Regions from separate parts of the Canis lupus genome. Here region 1 is linked to region 2. A link is a contact called in public Hi-C data. All regions are on one chromosome and are shown on one strand. Each heading gives the region's core, a stretch centred on a gene start, on an enhancer-like site or on the middle of the called end of the contact. The rest is flanking DNA. Distances are from core to core; before and after follow the strand shown.

Region 1 (4,933 bases), core at 1,631-4,130, 130 kb before region 2:
GCAGAAACACGGTAGGGGACATGCTTTCTTGGGAATACCGAGCAGAAAACGCCGCTGGGCCACCCAGAGAGCTCTGACTGCTCAAATGGAACTGGGCCAAAGTGTGTTTCAAACTGGGGTTTAAATGTAAAGGTTCAGGCACAGAGGCACAGGTTCGCTTGACATGTTCCCCATCAGTTTCCATTGGCACTTCATAGTCATCCAAGTGTTCCTTCTTCACGGTTGGCATCTTGCTGTTGATCATCATTTTCCCGTTTGCGTGAATGTCTGTCATCATTTTTTTCACTGGAGGGCCGCCATCATCTCCCATCCCATTCAGTTTTTTACTGGAGCCCTGAAGCAGGGAAAAACTTGTCTGCAGGTTTGCCATGGCTAAAAACTGTCGTGTTAAATAAGTAAGTCTGAAATGTGCATTGTTCTTTTAGTCACTCATTGGAAGAGAGAAAAGCAGTATGTGTCAATACTTAGGGTAACTTACTCTCACAGAAAATCTCAATGTTCAGAGAAATCCCCTTAATAGATTTTGCAACTTGATCTGGTTCTGCTTCTGCTCTAGTATAATTTCACTGCCAGTGCTATAAACTTTTTTCTTTTGTCGCTAATAATAGAGAATATAATTTTGAGAGGCACACCTATGAAGAAGCCTTTTCTCTTAATTCTTCCAATATATGCATTAAAGTACACTTAACAATTCTCTCAATTCGAGAAGTCCAGAATCAATGCAGTGGTTTGGTTTGGTTTTAGGCAAAACATGTGAAAAGTTTGTGTGATTACCTGTGTCACAAAACCTGGACACAAACACAAATCAAAGAGTCGCTCCCGAAATTAGTTTTTGGCACCGAGGACACCAAAAAAGGAAGAAGGGGGAAAAAAAGTATCTTCTCTAAAAGTGATGATCTGTTGGTCTGTGTTGATAAACTGAAGGCTTGTATAAATCCTCACACCAGTGGGAAGAGCTTTTGACTCCACTTGAACTCCTACAGTTAAAAATGATACCTAAAAAAAAAAAAAAAAAAAAAAAAGGTTGCCCAGTTATCTTCATGGATTACTGTTCATTCTTCTTTTAATTAATCTGGAAGAGAAAGGGGTGGGGGAGAGTTATATTTGAATTTGCTCCAGAGGCCAAAGGGTCAGTGTGAAACTAGTTTCTTAATCTTAGACTGAGTTCACTTTACCAAAGGTGAGGTGAGCGACTTCTTTAAATTTAGCACCAGTTAAGTAGAAGAGCTTCATTTAAACAGGAAAGCAATCTGGAGAATGGGTAAAGGGAGCAATAGTCTTCCTCAAAAGGGAGAGGGAGGGCTACTCCAACTCAGAATAGGAAGAGTCTTTAGATAGATCATCTCACCCAAAACTCAGTGCCAGAGGCTTTCTCAGGTATGCCACTTTACCGTAATCCATTACTTCAGCTCTTAATCGAAAAAAATAAATAAATAAATAAATAAATAAATATATATATATATATATATATATATATATATATATACACACCAGTTCCATCCCCCCCCCAAAAAAAAAATCAGATAGCAGTTAAGATATCTACCACATGGAACTAAGTTACGATTTTAAGTGCATGGATTCACCTAGTCCACGTATGTTATTTTTTTTCTGAAATGACTGTAGGCAAAAATTAACTTTCCCTTTAAAAGGTTAGTGAATGTGCTTCATGGAAGCCAAAAGCTCCCGGACTCCACTCCTGGGAATCTCCATCCTTAACCAGACTAATCCCGGACAAAACACACACACACACACACACACACACACAAGGCAGACAGACCTCACAAAGAATGCAAATGGAGGAAGAGGGAAAGAGAAAAGCTTCTTCTTCCACTTCCTTCTTGAGCGAGAATCCGAAAGAAATCCAATCAATGGAAATTTCTGCCTCCCCAACTCCCAGCAGTTCACCTTAGGAGGACCCAGGGTGGCGGCCCAAGGCCACGGGGCAGGGCGCGGATCGCCCACCGCGGGCAGGGGGCGGGGGCGGGGGGGGCGGGGGCCGGACCTGCGGGGGGGCCCCGAGCCCCGAGATCCTCGGCCCGCGCCCGCCCACCCACCCTGCGCGGAGCCGGACGGGGCGCCGAGAGGCGGGAGGCCGGGACGCCTCGGGCTGTGCACGCCGAGGGGGAGGGGGAGGGGGAGGGGAGGGGGGAGCCCCCAGTCTCGGGGCGACCCCGCGCGCCCTCCCGGCGCTGCCCCCGCTGCGGAAAGCCCCGCGCGCCCCGGCCGCGGGAAGTTGCCGGGCGCTACCCCCGCACCCTCGGGCTGCACCCCCGGCCGCCGGGGCCACGGGGCGGCGGGGTCTGCGGGCGCCCGGGGCGCGAGCCGGGATCCCCGCGCCGCCCGCCGCCCGCCGCCCGGGGCATCCCCGAGGAGCGCAGACGGTCGGGGGGGGGGGGCGGGGAGCGCCGCGCGCCCGGGTCTCGGGGTCCCGACCGCCCGGGTCAAGTGCAGCGCCCTCCCCGCGCCCTCCCCGCGCCCCCGCCCCCGCCCCCGCCCGGGGTCCGCGAGCCGCGACCCGCCGCGGGACCCCCGCCCCGACCGCACCCGGGACCGGGACCGGGACCCGCGCCCCCCCCGCGCCCCCAGCGCCCCTGCCCCGCGCCCCTGCCCCGCGCCGCTCGACGAGCCCTGCCCCGGCCCCAGCGCCCCCCGCCCCCCGCCCCCCGCCGCCGCGTCCCCCGCGCCCCGGGGCCGCACCTGTGCCCGCCGCCGCCGCTCGCCCGCTCCCCTCGGCTGTGCCGGCGCCGCTCCGAACCCCACACACATCGCTACACACAGCCCTCTGACGTCACCGAGCCCTCGGCCCGCCCACGTCACTGCGGAGACACACGGCTTCCCGCAGACGCCGCCGCCGTCTCCGGCCGCCCGGGGGCGGGCAGGGGGGAGGGGACGCGAGCCGAGCCGGCGGCGGCCCCGCGCGCGCGCCCCCGCCGCCCCGCCCCCCGCCCCCCGCTCCCCCCCCCCCGGGCGCGCGCCGTCTGGCTACTGGGGCTCCCGCGCCCGCCCCGCCCCCGCCCACCGCGCCCGCCCCCCGCGCCCCCGCCCCAGGCGCGCCCCCGCGCCCCGGCCTCCTCGCGCGCCGTCTGGGCGGCTGGCGCGCGGCGCTGTCTGCGGTGCACCCGGCGCAGACAGGATGTGCCCTCCCCGCCCCACCCCCGCCCGCCGCCCGCCGCCCGCCGCCCGCCGCCCGCCCTCCTTCCTTCCTCGAGTCGCCCAGCCGGCTGTCTGGGGCCGCCGCCGCCCCGCCCCGCCCCGCCCGCTGCTCCGCGCTGACGGCCAGACCCGGGGGCGCCCCGGCCGCTCGGCTGCCGCGCGCCGGGGGAGGGGGAGGGGGACGGGGAGGGGGCGGGGGCGGGGGGCGCGCAGGGGAGGGGAGGGGCGGGGCGGCCGCGCCGTGCACTGTGCGCGACCCCAGCAGCCGGCGGGGCGGAGGCGCCGCCGCCCGAGGTCAGGCACGGGCGACCCTCCCCCCGCGAGGCCGCAGCTGGGCCGCCCCGCCCCGCCCCGGAGGCAGCCGGGTGGCGGCCGCCCTGCAGCGCCCCGCCGGGGGCCCCGCGCCCCGCCCCGCCCGCCCCCCCCCCCGCGGGGCCTCCCGCCAGCTGCCCGCCCCGCCCCGCCCCGCCCCGCCTCGGCGGCCCCCGCCCGGACGCCTTCCCCGGCCTGACCTCCCTCCGCCCTGCGCCCTGCGCCCTCCGGCCCGGCGGGACCCGGAGCGAGCGCGTCTGCCCCCCGCGCCTCCGGGCCCCCCCTCGGCCCCCCCGGGACCCCCCGGCTCCCCGGGACGCCCCCCGCTCCCCGCCGCCCACGGAGGGCTTTCGAGGGGGACACGGAACGCGGTGCAGGCGCGGCCGGGGCGAGTGCGCGGGGCCCCCGGGGCGAGCCGAGGGCCGGGTGGGTGCGCCCCGGGTGGGTGCGCCCCGGGTGGCCGAGCAGCCTGCTGAACTCTGCCGACGTGCTCCGTCCCATTTCGAAACGCCGAGAAATCCCCTTTTCTCCACCCCCACCGCACGATCAGGAACCGAAATAGGCCCCCGAGTTGCACTGCACAGAATTCAGAGGACTCGGGCTTCGTCTCGGGGGGTTGGTTTTCTTTTTTCTTTCCCCCCCCCTTTTCGCCCATTTTTGTCCAATTTCTCCTGGTTTGACCGCTTCGAGGTCGCTTCTGCGGGGTCCGCGGGTGGAGCCAGCCGGCTGCGAAGGGCCCCGGGCTCCGAGGCCTTTTTCCTCCCTGGAGGCCTCCCGGAGGCTCGCAAACCTCCCACGTCCCCTGCCTCCCGCCCCCAGCGTCGTGCTCCCGGGTCGTGCCCCCTCGCCCACCCCCCACCTTCCCCTCCCTCCTGACTGCCTCCTTTGCTGAACATGAATAATTCCGCAGCACTTCCCATCTGTTATTGCCATAGAGACAGAAGCTCGGCAAAGATAATGATGTTCTGTGCAGAACCAGTGGGGGGAGAACAGCATCTGTGAGTCTGGGGGATAGATTTTTCTAACCGCGAGAATATATCTAGAAGGCCCGGCTGCACATCCCAAGTGGAAGACTGGACAGTCCCGAGGCCTGGCGTCCGGTCAACTCTTGGCACCTGGCTCGTGTCCCTCGAGAACAAACAATTTGGGGGGAACCAAAATGACATCTCTCTCTTTTTTTAAAGTGATTCCAAACTGCAATTAATGATAAATGTTTAGTACTCATTCTATCAGCCACAAAAATAATTACTTGCTAGCATGTCCAAAGGCCTAAGGACCAAAATAACTTGGACAGTAAATAGACTTTTGAGAAATCAAACGCATTATCCCCTCTACTGTTCTTTTGACTTGCTTTCCCCAGGAATCTGTTTTTTTGAGGGAAGGATCTTTTGTGCCTGTTATTTTATGTACAATGGTTTGAGAAATAGTGACAGGCAAATGTAGCTAGAACCAATCAAGCTTGGAGGGC
Region 2 (4,648 bases), core at 231-2,730:
GTGCAACTCTCAATCTAGGAGTTGGGAGTTCAAATCCTAAGTTGGGTGTGGAGACTACTTAAAGTGTTTAACAAAGCAAAACAAAAAGCCCCATGTTCTGGGGGGAGGGCCGGCTGGGAAGAGGTCAACTGACAATTTAGTTTACATTGGAAGGGTTTTTTTCCCTTCCTTAGGGAGAGCCTGAAACACAAGATTTCTAAGATTAAGTATACTTTTCATTAGGCCACATTACACTTTATGATGGATTTATATCAATATTTCATTTCTCAGGTCTTGAAGTTAGTGCAACTCCACCATCTTAAGAAATACCAAGAGAAGACAGTTTGTGATCAGTACACTTTTTTTTTCTGTTAAGGGCAGTAAAGATTGATTATTCTGTGAACTTAAGGTTTCCAAAGCACTTAACGGATCTGTTTCAGAACACTAACACCGCACGGATATTTCTACAGAACTCTCCCCACTCTCCAGATTAAGACTTCTCAGAAGACAGGGACTTTTTATGCTCATCTTTGTCTCATTCTGCCTCGAAGGAGTTGCCATCCATACTGTACAATAAAACCTATTAGCCAATGGGTGGAATGGCCTGCTTGTTCCCTCCTCCGGTATTCAAGTTTGCAGTCCCTACCAAGTCTTGCTCAGTAAATTCATGTCGTAGGCACGAACGATAGAGGGCAAGCAGGGTGATTCCCTAGCTTCACCAGCGTCTAGAACACCATCCCTGAGCCTGAGAGAGGAACCGCCTGGTTTGGACTCACAAACTCCAATGAAACCCCCCCAAACACACACCCAGGGGAACCAGCTCTGCACCCACCACAGCACTTCCTTTCCTACTGACACTTCACCGTGCAACCTGGTTGCATTTTCTTTCATCTGGCTCTCTGCACTTTACATAGGCCTTAGTATATTTTATTTTAAAGATATTTTATTCATTTTTATTTATTTAAAAGAATACAATTCTTTTTAAGATTTATTTATGGAGACACACACACACACACACAGAGGCAGAGACACAGGCAGAGGGAGAAGCAGGCTCCATGCAGGGAGCCCAATGTGGGACTCGACCCCGGGTCTCCAGATCAGGCCCTGGATGGTCTTTACATTTCTAATTTATTTATTTTTTAATTATTTTTTAAGATTTTATTGAGTTATTGATGAGAGAGAGAGGCAGAGACCCAGGCAGAGAGGGAGAAGCAGGCTCCACGCGGGGAGCCTGATGCGGGACTCGATCCCGCGACCCCGGGGTCACGCCCTGGCTGAAGGCGGTGCTAAACCGCTGGGCCCCCCGGGGATCCCCTACATTTCTAATTCGAACTTGTCGCGTGCTGGTTACAGACCCCCACGCCCCCAAGCGTTAGGCCGCAGGCGGGAGGATGCAGGGGCGAGGGCAGCCAGCGCGGGCCTGGCCGCCGAGCCTGCAGGGCCTGCAGGGCCTGCGGTGGGGGGGAGGGGGGCGCACCACGTGACCCCGGGGCCCGGGGCTGAGCCGACCCCGCCCCTCCGCCCGCCGCCGGGGGGCGCATGCGCAGCCCGGGTCAGTGATGGAGGAGAGAAGATGGCGGAAGCGGAGTGAGTGACTCGCTGGTGACTGATGTCGTAACCGGGGGGCGAGTGGGGCAGCGACACGTCCCCTCGGGGGGAAGCGCGGGGCTCCTCGGCGGGCAGTGCGGGGACACGGAGACGCTGGAGCTTCCTTGCCGTGCAGGGTCCCGCTCGGCCCGTGTCGGGGGAGGGGGGGGCGGAGGCCAACGGTGAGGGCGTCTGGCTCCCTCCGGGCGGGAGCGCCCCTGGCGCGGTCGGCTCCCGGGCCGCGGGGCCCCCGATCGCGGGGGGGTTCCGGGGGCCGAGCCCCCGAGGGGTCCCCCGGCGCTGTCATCCCCGCAGGTGGGCCCCGCGGGCAGCCTCGGCTCGGGCCGGGCACTGCCGGGCCTCCTTCCCGCCCCGGCGGACCCTGCCCCTCCCCCTCCCCTCCCCTCCCCCTCCCCCTCCCTCCGGGGGGGGGGCCGAGACAGGGCAGCTCCCGCCTTCCCGCGGGAGGCGTGCAGGAGGTGCCCCCGCGCGGGCCTCGGGGCGTGGGGGGCGCTGCCGCGGGGCCGGCGGGGCGGGGAAGGCCCGGGCAGGCCCGCATCCCCCCGGGAGTCCGGCCGCGGCGCCGATGCCCCCCGAGGGCCCGGTCCCTGCGCGGCGCCGTGGCGTGGCGGCATCCCTAGTCCGCCGCGCAAACTTCGAGGTTGCTGGGTAGGCCTCTCGTGCGCCGGGCTCTGCCCGCGGATCCTGCGGCCGGTACCACGCACCGACGGCCGAGTTGGCAGGACCGGGCCCGTGCGCCGGGGCTCCGGGATGCAGTGGGATGGTTTGGCCGGCTCTACCACCGATTGCGGACTCAGCGCCCGCAGCGTGGGTTCCACCTGGGTCTGTCTACCCAACAAACTTATCACAGGGGTTTTGAGTTTCGAGGACACGGTCGCGCAGAAGAGCCCTCTGCTTTTTTTTTTTTTTTAAAGATTTTATTTATTTATTCATGAGACACACACACACAGAGGCAGAGACACAGGCAGAGGGAGAAGCAGGCTCCATGCAGGGAAGCCCGATGCAGGATTCGATCCCGGGACCCCGGGGTCACGACCTAAGCCCAAGGCAGATGCTCAACGGCTGAGCCACCCAGGGGCCCCCAGAAGAGCCCTCTAAAAAGACCGCAATTTTAAACTGGCTTTGTGCCTCTATCACTGCTACATGTTTCACAAGTGTCGTGACAGCCAGTAATTTGGTTAAAAAAAAAAAAAGTTTACCTTCTGTATCACTGAATCTGTATGATGTTGGACGGTTACCGTATGATGCTGTGATTTTGATGGTTGGAAGGCAGTTTGAAAAACTATTTTAAAAAAAAACCCCAGAGAAGCGTAAAGATGTGTGAGTCATTTACTAATCAAAAAAAATGAAGTCAGCCGTTTTCCCCCCCTCCATCGTTTCCCTTTCCCTTTTTCTTTTATTAAATGGAGATTTAAATATTTTTTTTGATTCCTTGAAGAGCATATCAATACTATCTACATAAATGACGTAAAGAACAAAGAATATTCGTGCATTAAAGGATGCCATATGGGAATAGCATGTGTGTGCATACGCAATTAGTGCCAAATTCCTTGGTCTTTTCATAAAATTGAAAGTGTGGCGGTTACATTTCCTGTCAACGATGTTCATGTGCTGTGCGTTAGATTTTGTATCTCAGGAGAAAAGAAGGGTTAAGAAAGACAGGTAAAACCAGTGTATTATCAGGTGTGCTTTTCACCATCCTGGGGCGTTTCTAACACTATAGAAACTATTGTAGTTCTACTTTCTAACGATATTGAGGCCCTCGGAATTGACCTAAAATACAACGTTGTTTGAATTTATCCAAGTATATAGATTCAGTGTTAAGTGGAGGTTTATACTTCCAAAAGAATGAGGTGAGTTTGCAATACTTGAGGGGAAGGACTCAAAGTCTGGTACAGAAATGTACTTTATGAACTTTACTGTTAATTCATGAGGAAAGTGACATAATTATGCTGTTTTCAAAAGTTGGAGCAAGTCTTTGTGAAAAGAGATTTTTGTAAGGAAGTGGGAAAATTGTTGTCAGCTGTTTCTCTGATTTCCTGGAGTAATCTGCTTATAAGTATAACCAGAGTTATTAGATATAGTAAGGACAGTGTTGTAGACTAATTAGGGGAAAAGCCAGTGTGAATTAATACAAAATTACTATTTTTTTACTTTTTTTTTTTTTTTTTTAATGTAAGCTTTACATCCAACGTTGGGCTTGAACTCACGGTGACTCTGAGACCAAGAGTTAATGTGTCCTACCAACTGAGCCAGCCGGGTGCCACTTAGAACCCCATGTTGGGTGTAGAAGTTACTTAAAAAATCTTAAAATTTTTTTAGATTTCCTTATTTAATCATAGAACATTCTTTTTAAAGATTTCATTTATTCATTAGAGAGAGAGAGAGGCGGAGACACAGGCAGAGGGAGAAGCAGGCTCCATGCAGGATCCTGATGTGGGACTCCAGGATCACGCCCTGGGCCAAAGGCAGGCAATAAACCGCTGAGCCACCCAGGAATTCCAATAGAACATATTTTTAAAGCAAAGTGCATATGGTAACCAGAGATAAGCTAATTATAATTAACACAAGTCCTTAGGCATCCTATTTTAATGTATAGATAAGAATTATTTTAACTTTTAATTAGTAGGTCAAAGAATGTAAAGAAATATTTCAAAGTACTCTGATGTTGCTTAAGTATTTTTAAGGTAGTTTAGTATTATTAACCTGTTATTATCTTTCAATAATGGAAAGATAAAAGTTTAGGCCGGGATATATTTAAGTTGCATATCCTGAATCATTTGAACATAAACTTAGTAGGTATTAACTATCCAATATGCTATATCATTGTGAAATACTTTTCCTTTTTAAGTGTTTATGGTGACTGTGTGTGATCTATGCTATTTTGTAAGGGTCTTAAAAATTTAGATTTGCTGATTATTTCTTCGAAATAATTAAATATTCTTTAAAGCCCATAAAATAATGTTTTGCCAATGCAGATCCTTTGTGTTATCTGACAGATTCAAGGACCACAATACAGCTATGGATAGCGAACCAAACCCTGGCACATCTTCTGTGTCGA

What was found. A called contact is a pair of places that touch in the nucleus more often than the background predicts.
Region 1: a contact with region 2 is called in a Hi-C map of blood, with 5 times the contacts expected there. The contact joins the promoter of SKIL here to the promoter of PHC3 in region 2. A contact is called at or near these places in 2 of 9 Hi-C or Micro-C datasets (both in blood).

Annotation. Positions count from the first base shown.
Region 1 is chr34:35,127,020-35,131,952 of UU_Cfam_GSD_1.0, reverse strand. SKIL (ski-like protein) reads right to left here and starts at 2,880. Exons shown (of 7, transcript XM_038583878.1): 1 at 2,698-2,880; 2 at 1-1,072. The coding sequence starts at 370. It overlaps LOC102153364 (a long non-coding RNA gene), which reads left to right and starts at 3,875. Exons shown (of 6, transcript XR_005383998.1): 1 at 3,875-4,080; 2 at 4,401-4,463.
Region 2 is chr34:34,994,591-34,999,238 of UU_Cfam_GSD_1.0, reverse strand. PHC3 (polyhomeotic-like protein 3) reads left to right here and starts at 1,480. Exons shown (of 19, transcript XM_038583859.1): 1 at 1,480-1,566; 2 at 4,587-4,648. The coding sequence starts at 1,553. LOC111093892 (a long non-coding RNA gene) reads left to right here. Exons shown (of 4, transcript XR_005383598.1): 4 at 271-561.